2 separate regions of the Macaca mulatta genome follow, and region 1 is linked to region 2. A link is a contact called in public Hi-C data. All regions are on one chromosome and are shown on one strand. Each heading gives the region's core, a stretch centred on a gene start, on an enhancer-like site or on the middle of the called end of the contact. The rest is flanking DNA. Distances are from core to core; before and after follow the strand shown. Region 1 has its middle 84 kb from the start of PLPPR4. Region 2 has its middle 180 kb from the start of PLPPR4.

Region 1 (4,520 bases), core at 1,077-3,576, 260 kb after region 2:
TGACACCAGGGAGTCTGAGGTGATAGAAGGAACTCTTTTCATATCCTGATAATGGTGGCAGTTACTTAAATCTATAAAAGTATCAAACTTCAAAGACCTGTACAAGAAAGTCTGTGACTACATGATAATTTAAAAGCAAAATTAGTATTTTTTAAATCCCCATGCTTACAACTGACAAAGATCTGGATGAGTTTGTCAGGTTCTAGCTATAAGGAGCTTATACAATAACATTAGAGGTATTTTCTCTTTCTCGACCTTACAGTTAAAAATCCAAGCAGATCTCTATGTCTCCATGTGTTAAATCTATATGTTAAATATTGTTTGTGTAAGCTATGTTTTCTTCCCTTTATCTGTGTTGGCTTCATTTTGAAAAGCTCTCCCGATAAGACGACAATAATTTCAGGTTTATGTTTGCCCCACAAGCAAAAAGAAGTTACCTCTGGCCAGGCGTGCTGGCTCACGCCTGTAATCCCAGCACTTTGGGAGGCTGAGGCGGGTGGATCACCTGAGGTCAGGAGTTTGAGACCAACCTTGCCAACATGGTGAACCCTCATCTCTCCTAAAAATAAAAAATAAAAAATAAATTAGCTGGGCGTGGTGGCATGCTTCTGTAATCCCAGCTACTTGGGAGGCTGGGCTGAGGCAGGAGAATCCCTTGAACCTGGGAGGGGGAGGGTTCAGTGAGCTGAGATTGCACCATTGCACTCCAGGCCGGGCAACAGAGCACGATTCCGTCTCAAAAAAAAAAAAAAAGAAAAAGAAAAGAAAAGAAAAAAAAAAGAAAGAAAGAAAGAAAGAAAAGAAAAAGAAGAAAAGAAATGATCTCTTTCTCAATAGCTTCAGAGTTTTCTGGGAGGAAACAATTTTCTTTGGCAAAGCTATGTCCTATGCCCATTCCTCAGTGTATCACTTGGAGAGGAGACAGAGGTTTCTCTTTATCTAGGCATCCATTTTATGTCCACTGTTGAGCCAGCCCCATTCATTTCCAGACAAGAATGAAGTAAATGCAGTTGACCAAAGGCATGCTGGACAGGCAGAAAACACGTCATCTCTATTGGACTTAGTGCTGGGAAAGACACTTAACTTCTCTTTGTCTCAATTTGACCATGCAAAAAGGTAATAATAATCATACTTTCTTCAAGCAATGACACCATCTATCCACAGGTAAGCTGGATTGCAAACTGGCTGCTTTATTTGTCCCAGCCATCATCACAAGATGTTAGAGATGGTTAAAATGAGTGAAGCAACAGTGCCATAGTAGCTACATTTCTTACTTATAAAAATCATGGGATGCTAGTAATGAAAGGGTTCATGAAGAGTCACCTGCCTCAGCCCTCTGATTTAAGGGAGGCTATACTTGCACATTTCTAGAAGGAGGAAAATAATATATGCTTACAATTTTCATGGCATAGTATTCTATGATAACTCTTGGTAATGTATTACCACTTTGATTCCATTCTTAGCAATCTCAGAAATGTCTTAAATTCAACTAGGTTTTCATTTTATTGCTTATAGGAAATAACATGAAAACTCACGTCCCATTTTTCTATGTTTAGTAATTTTTTAAAAAGAAAAAATATATCTGGTCACTCTATTTTAAATACCTTCATATATATGGTACTTGAAAATGTTATTAAGTTGTAAATTCCTCCACCAATCATTTGTTCTCCGTACGCTAAACTCTTGATCCACTAAATTTTCTTGACAAGTTGCATTTTTTAACACTTTGAATATATATATTTTAACTCTCCAAAATTTCTGAACAATCTCTTTCAGGGCAGCAGAAATCTGAGCTCTACCCATTTTTTTCAGTAACAACTAAAAACTCCAGAAATGTCTTCAGAAGACGAAAAGAAGCACGGGGTCTGGAGAAAAGGTTATTCGAGGATTCTGAGGGAGCCCCAACACTTTCCAGACCATCTGGCTGAAATCTAATTGCTAATGAAATGAACAGATTTTTTTTTTTTTTATCCACAAGTATAGCCTAAGGGAATTAAGCCAGGATTTTCGAGAATGCCTGGCACAAAAGAGTTGTTGTCAAAGAAAGCTAAAAAGGATAGTGATAATGATAGTACATTAAACCACACAAAATATATATTTTCATTTGCTTTTGGAGAAGTGAATTAGGGCTGCTTATGTAATGAATTATTAGTACCCACTAATTCAGCTGCACTAATGAGAATCAATTTAATTTCTCAAATCTATTATAAAAAATGAAGACCAGCCAGGACTCAGATTTTGTTTTCCCTGAAAAAAACTGATACTGTAGCTTTAATTGTGCATGGAACTGAAAAGGTTGTCATGGAGATGGGAATCTGTGATAGGTCTGCTCCACTTCGCTGGCCTTGTTCTGAGCCTGAAGTGGAAGGTTCTATTGTTAGAGTAGGATTTCAATTTCTTCCAATAAAACCTGTGTTTAGATTTTTTTCAGGGCAATTTTGTTCCTGTTGCTATCTTTTGTGTTACGAAAACAGTGAGAGTGCTTATAATGACAATAATGAGACTGTTTTAGAATATTCTGTTTGTGATTGCTGGAGAGCACAAAAAACGGTGTCCAACAAACTGTGATAGTCACTGCAGGCTCCTGTAATCGTTTGGAAACGTTTGCCACCTAGTGGCGGCAATTGAGAAATGCTGAGAGATAGTAAACATTGTTACCTCTTGGCTAGTAGGAAGCAGAAAGAAAAGAGAATAAGAATATCTACCTCTATAAATAGATTCTTCATTTCATTTTTCGTTAAGATATAGAACAATTTTGATTTCCCATTCTTATTGCGTTATTTTAAAAAATAATATTTTAAGGGTATTTGCTTATTTCATTTAAATATTGAAATTACTGACATAACATTGTTTATATCTATTATATTTTAACATTTATAGAATCTAAAGTAATATCCCATTTTTTATTTCTGAACTTTTTGACTTCTCTTTTTTTCTTGACCTTGGGGATTATAAATTGTGTTATATTTTTGAAGGACCAACTTTTGGTCTTCTTTATTAATTTTATGTTTGTTTTCTCTTCACTGGGCTTCTGCGTGTGTCATTATCTTTTTCTTCAACTTTAATTGGATTAATTTGCTTTTCTCATAGCTTCTTCAGATAGATATGTAGAGTGTTGATATTCAATATTTTTTTCTAATATATGCATATAAGCTTGTACATTTTACCTGTGCATGACTTTAGTTGCATCCTACATATTTGGATATGTTATCATTTATTTCCAAACATTTTCTAATTTTCATTGTGATTACTTGCTTTCTCAACCATGTTTTAACACCTATATACCTGATAGCAATTATTAAGGGTTTTTTTTCTGTTTATCTTTTTGTTACTCCTTTCTAGTTTAATTCTACTTTCTGCAGAGAATGGAACCTCCTCTGATATTTAAAATAAATAAACTGATCCATCAAAGAAATTATTATTTAATAGACTTCTGGCCACTGTTTACACCTGGTGCTTCTCTTCATGCTGTTGCTTGGAATACCTTGAAGGATCAGCTCACATGTCAACTACCCAGTCAAATATTGGTCAATCCCTTCTTTTGATATTTCCTTAATCACAATTAATTTCTCCTTCTATTGTGCTCCCACAGTCTTTTGTTCTTTCTACTGTTACAATACCGCTTCTGTTACATTATATCTAGAGGTAAGCGTGTGTGTGTGTGTGTGTGTGTGTGTGTGTGTGTGTGTGTGTGTAGCCATCTTTTGCCAGATTAAGAATTTCCTTGAGAGAAAAATGTTTTATTCCTTTTTTATTCCTCTGTACCTACATTACTAGCAGGGGTGTGGTAGGTTTCCCATAAATATTTATGAAATTAATGAATTGTCTGCCTTTTACTTTTCAGCCTGTCCTGAACCATTCTGCATCCCCTTACCTTTATTCTTTTTATTCCTCCTCAGTAGGATGGTGTCCCCTGCTACAGGGCCTTTGCAAATGGTTTCGTCTGCCTGGAATAACATTCTTTCCTCACCTTTTCCACCTGGTTAACACTGACTCATCCTCTGGTTCTCAGTTCAGGTATCTCCCTTTGAAGGACGCTTTAACCCAGCCCCTGACCAGGTAATTCTCCTTATGATACACTTTCATTGTATAATATTGTTATTCTTAGTGCTCATAAAATTTTTAAAGTTTTCCACAAAAATAGTTATAAGAGAGAAGTTACAAAATCAATTTGAAAAAAAATATTTAACATTATTGAAAACAAAAAACACAGACCAAAACTATTTGAAGGGAACAATCCTCATTTGAATACTTGACTTATTGCAAAAAGAATCTCCCCTTAGCCCATATATGTATTGAAAACACTCAGTTATGTCTCTTGGTGGAATTTTCACAGTCTCTCTTCAGTCAGTAAATACACAAACAACCCCAAGCATGTGTGTGGGTCATTATAGTGAAGAAAACACAGCTTCGGATTCAGATCTGGTTTCCAATAGCATGGCTATTTCAAGCCAAGAGATCTTGATCTTAGAATTTTGATTTCTTCATCTGTTAAATAGGTTTAACAAAAATCATTTTAT
Region 2 (4,616 bases), core at 989-3,488:
TAAGGAAAGACATTGAGAGGAGGCAGGTGTGGGTGCCTTGAGAGCCCGTGAGATCTGTGCTCTTGAAGCATTTTGTATTTTTCTTAATGATGCTTATCTTACTCTACCTTGTAGTATAATTAAAAGGCAAGTTTTCTTCTTCTGAGGTGGCAAGTATAAATTTCAAATCGCAGACAGAAAAGAGTTAAAGGGCTTCTATGTGCCTATCCCAGCCGGCAGCATTTTGTCACGATCTGATTGCAAGGCTGGTTGCAATAGTTGGGAAGCATTTGGCCAGGGGGACAGTTTGAAATAGAAACAAGAAAAGAGTGTAGAGAAGGAAGCCTATTGTTCCCAGCAGTATGGTCTTCTTTATGACCTTGGGCCTGGCAGCTCTTCTTTCCAATATAACACCAGTGGAGCAAAAGGCCTCAAATTGGGGGTAATGGGTAGTAAAGTTCAGTCAGGGGGCAGTTCAGATCTGTCAGGATGCAAATGTGTAACAAGCTTTGTGATCCAGAAAGTGATGGAGAGACTAGACTGCTTCATAATTATTGTCAGGAATGTTCTGGACGAACAATGTGCTGGTGACAATGGGAGCCATAGATTAGATAACTTGGCTGGCTATATCTACTCAATGAATTGTTGTGAGGATGGACTGAGACAGTATGCCTGGGATGGTTGGTTCATTGTAAATGCTCAGTAAGTGTGAGCTGTTACCATGATAAGTCAGGCTCATTACCAGGGCCAGAGATGAGATATGTCCGGCAAGAAAATTTAAACTAGCTGTATGTAGGACAGTACACATTTATTATGCTCAGGCACTTTCCTAGGCATTTTACATATCTACATATCTCCCTTCACTCCTCTATCAAGTATATGCAACATTATCAACATATCCACATACTAGAGGGAGAAATTACAGACTCAGAGAAGTTAAAATGATTTGCTCGAGGATACACAGCTTGTCAGTGCTGGAGCCAGCTTTAGAAGTCTTTCTGATTATGTGCTTTTTTGCAAGGGCTAGTTTTTTTACAGTACTAAGAGATCTGTGTTAGAGAGAAATGAGTTAGAAGGAAGTGGTCTGAACTTTGGAACATAAGGAGAGAGAAATATAAAAATATAAGTGCAGGGGCCCCTCTTCAGTGCCCCCAGGACACTGTGTGCTTCCATAGCTCATTCCATACTGCATTATACTTATGGATTTATTTGGATGGCCTTGTCTAGACTGTATACATCTCAAGAGTAAGGAGATAGCTTTCTATCCCCAGTGCCTTGTACAGTGCCTGGCACTTAGTAGGTGCTTATATATGTTGAATGAGCTAATTTATTAAACTAAGCCCATAATTGTATGGTATAGCAGGCAAACAAAACACGAGTTGAATTAATGGCATTGCAGCAGAGATCTTTGTACAACAAAGTAGCCTGTACTATAAAAAAATTCAGTTTGGGTCAACCAGTTAAACAGAGTGATATACACAGTAACTTGAATGCAGATCCATTTATGCTCATCTTTGTAGTCCCCAAATTCTCAGAACAATTTTACATTGTAGACATTCACAATTTTAAAAATTCATTCATAAAACAAAGTTAACAGTTTAAAATAATGTATGATATTCATATCTTGGTAGGAATTAATATTTCCATAGTGGTTGAAATTTAACATCTTTAAATCTTAATATAGGAAATGTATATGACATTTGTCATTTCAAGGTTCAAGTTCACCTCAAAACCAAATCTAGGCTCTAGATAAAAAGTGAAAAATGGAAAAAAATTCTAGGCCAAATGTTTAGATATTGGAGGAATATTTTGCATGATGCAGAAACAGCCTAAAGTATAATATTTTATTTTTAAACCTCAAGCTCAGTCCTACCATGAACATTACATCTACCTTTGCAAATGGGCACAGCCAGCTACCCAGCATTCCTCTGATAACCTCAATTAGTTTAGATTTGAAAATACAAATTGAAACAAGAAAGAAAGCACTTGAGATGCTGGGAAATGGTATTGATAATACTAAGACTCTGGTGCTTTTATTGTGCTGGTAAAAAATAATAATAGGGTCAAGCAATTGAAAGCTCAATGAGATGAAAACAACCAGGAGCGGGAAGGAGGAGACAGGGGTGAGGGAAGCTGGGAGGTTAGTATCAACTTCCATCTAATTTAGGATTTGGATTAAAAAGCAAAGAAGCTCAAACCTGCTTAAATCATGCTGCCATCTGTGGTTCTGATGTGGCATTTGGAAGAGTAAAAACACATGCTGGAAAATTACCAAGACAAAGAAAAATTCTGGAATGTCAGTACAGGATTTTCCTTTGTGGCTAAAAGGCTGAGTTGCTTTGGAAACATTTGGATTCCTTTTCTGCCTCATCTGTGCTGCAAGGAATCTCTTTTTAAGCTTAGATTTTGCCTTCTATATCAGAAGAAACCTCTGTGGATTAATCAGACATCATTTTCCAGGCTTGTCGAGAAGTTGCATCATTAAGGAATATAAATACTGGTAGTCATTGATTGTCTAACAAGGGAAATTTAAAAAGTCTTGTTTAAGTGGCGTATTATTTAATGAGCTGTCAAGTGTTCTCTTTAGCCCCAGTTTCCATGGAAATTATTTAATTCCAAGAAAGAGTTCAAAGCATTGAGATAGACCGCATGTTTTCAGAGCATCTATGCAGAGAAGCAAAGCAAGAAAGATCTGCATCTTTGAATAGAACAACATTTTTTGTGTTACATGCACATCTTCATTTACACCTTAAAAAAGGTTTCCAGAAAGTTGGCTAAAAATGAAAGGCAATTTTAATTGAAAGACTAATTTTGTATTTTCTATATACATGATTCTATTATGAATCAAAATGGACATATTTTTTAGACATCAAAGGGAAATTATGTGGTCTGGGCACGGTGGCTCACGCCTGTAATCCCAACACTTTAGGAGGCTGAGGAGGACGGATCACGAGGTCAGGAGATCGAGACCATCCTGGCTAACATGGTGAAACCCTGCCTCTACAAAAAAAAAAAATAAAATAAAATAAAATAAAATACAAAAAATTAGCCGAGTGTGGTGGCACCTGTAGTCCCAGCTACCAGGGAGGCTGAGGCAGGAGAATGGCGTGAACCCGGGAGGCGCAGCTTGCAGTGAGCGGAGATCACGCAACTGCACTCCAGCCTGGGTGACAAAGGGAGACTCTGTCTCAAAAAAAAAAAAGGGAAATTATGTGATGCAAAAATATAATGCAATACTAATTTCTGTGAACTCCCTGGATTATAAGAAGAGTTTCTTTCAATTCAAAGGAGTTAAAAAAAATTCTTTCTGGACCAGGCTAGTGGCTGCAGGTATGGTTTAGAATGTGACAGATATCAAGGAAAGTATAATGCCCTCAACTCACAAACAGTTTAATATCTTTCCTGTGCCACCTGCAATCAATGTTTACTATATTCAATATTACCCCATTTAGTTACCGTCTCTCAATGGCAGCAGTGCTGAGCCTCATGGTGAGGGAAAATAAGTTGGACTTCAGAGTCAGAAACGCTGGGTTCCATAACTGACATTGTTTCTCATTAGTTCGGAGGTGGTTGGTAAGTTACTAAATATCTCCAAACCTCAGTTTTCTCATTTGTAGAACAAGAACAGCATTGGCTATCACAAAGTTGTAAAAATTAGATAAGACACTTAGCAATGCTAGCAATTCTATTCACTGTTTTCCAACAGATAGCTAAACATACCATCCTTTACAAAATAGCACTGTCATAATACAAAGACCTCTTTATATTTGTTGCCCAAATGAAATCAAATTCTATTTTCCCTCTTTTTATTCTTTTCAGTAAAGCACACTGATTTTCTTTTGGGGGATAACTGCCTACTGTTATCATTTGAGGTGGATCCAGGCCTAAGAACACTACGTAGTTCCCCTGGCCACAGTGTTTGGTGCAGGTGACCCAATTTGGTCTTTCAGCTGGGGCTGCAGGCAGGCAGGACGGTGTAGGCCTAGAGTCTTTCTCCTCTGAGGAGCCTGACCATGAAGCCCATGGAGGAAAGAAAAGCTAAAACATCATGGGTCTTGACTTTTTGTGAGCTCTTGGAGCCTACATGTGCAAAGTTAAGTCCATTATGTTCTGGACTTTTCATTATATGAGCCAAGAAATTACCTTTTTTGCTTTAGCAAGTTTGAATTGGTTTCTAACACTTCCAACTGGAAGGTTTTTGATTAACACTTCCAAAGATGTAGATCAACTTGGGGGTTGTGGTAAAATTTAAATCTGGGGTAAGATTGTTTTTTATTTGCAACCTATTAATGTAGATGTTCCATGCATTGTGTTATTTCTTTAATGCATTTAGGGCAAAATAATCTAGGCTATTATCTTATTTTTGTATTGGAGTTACAATCAAAGAAGCACAGTAGGGTCTTGCATCATGAGGATAGAAACAGTACAGAAATTTTATTTGAAGCATGTACAAAATAATTCTGCATCTACGCCAGAAGAAAGCACCCTAGCTGTGTGGGTGTGGCATGAATTAGAATGTGACGACTGTGTAGTTCCATCATGAACTTGCTGAACAATTCTGACAGTCCATATTGGAGATTTCCCTCCCAGACTGGCAGGGGTAGACAGAGGTAAAGAGGGTAGATTGCAGTAGAATC

The links. A called contact is a pair of places that touch in the nucleus more often than the background predicts.
Region 1: a contact with region 2 is called in a Hi-C map of fetal cortical plate, with 2.8 times the contacts expected there. The contact joins two enhancer-like sites. A contact is called at or near these places in 6 of 14 Hi-C or Micro-C datasets (CD4 T cells, cortical neurons, fetal cortex germinal zone and 3 more).

Annotation. Positions count from the first base shown.
Region 1 is chr1:141,068,000-141,072,519 of T2T-MMU8v2.0, forward strand. No RefSeq gene overlaps it. Among named protein-coding and RNA genes, the nearest start is that of PLPPR4, 84 kb to the left of the region's middle. Within about 2 kb of position 2,327, at least 16 of the 40 cell types and tissues checked have an H3K27ac peak or open chromatin away from gene starts, as enhancers often do. A contact at or near this core is called in fetal cortical plate, where this site is marked.
Region 2 is chr1:140,806,068-140,810,683 of T2T-MMU8v2.0, forward strand. No RefSeq gene overlaps it. Among named protein-coding and RNA genes, the nearest start is that of PLPPR4, 180 kb to the right of the region's middle. Within about 2 kb of position 2,239, at least 7 of the 40 cell types and tissues checked have an H3K27ac peak or open chromatin away from gene starts, as enhancers often do. A contact at or near this core is called in fetal cortical plate, where this site is marked.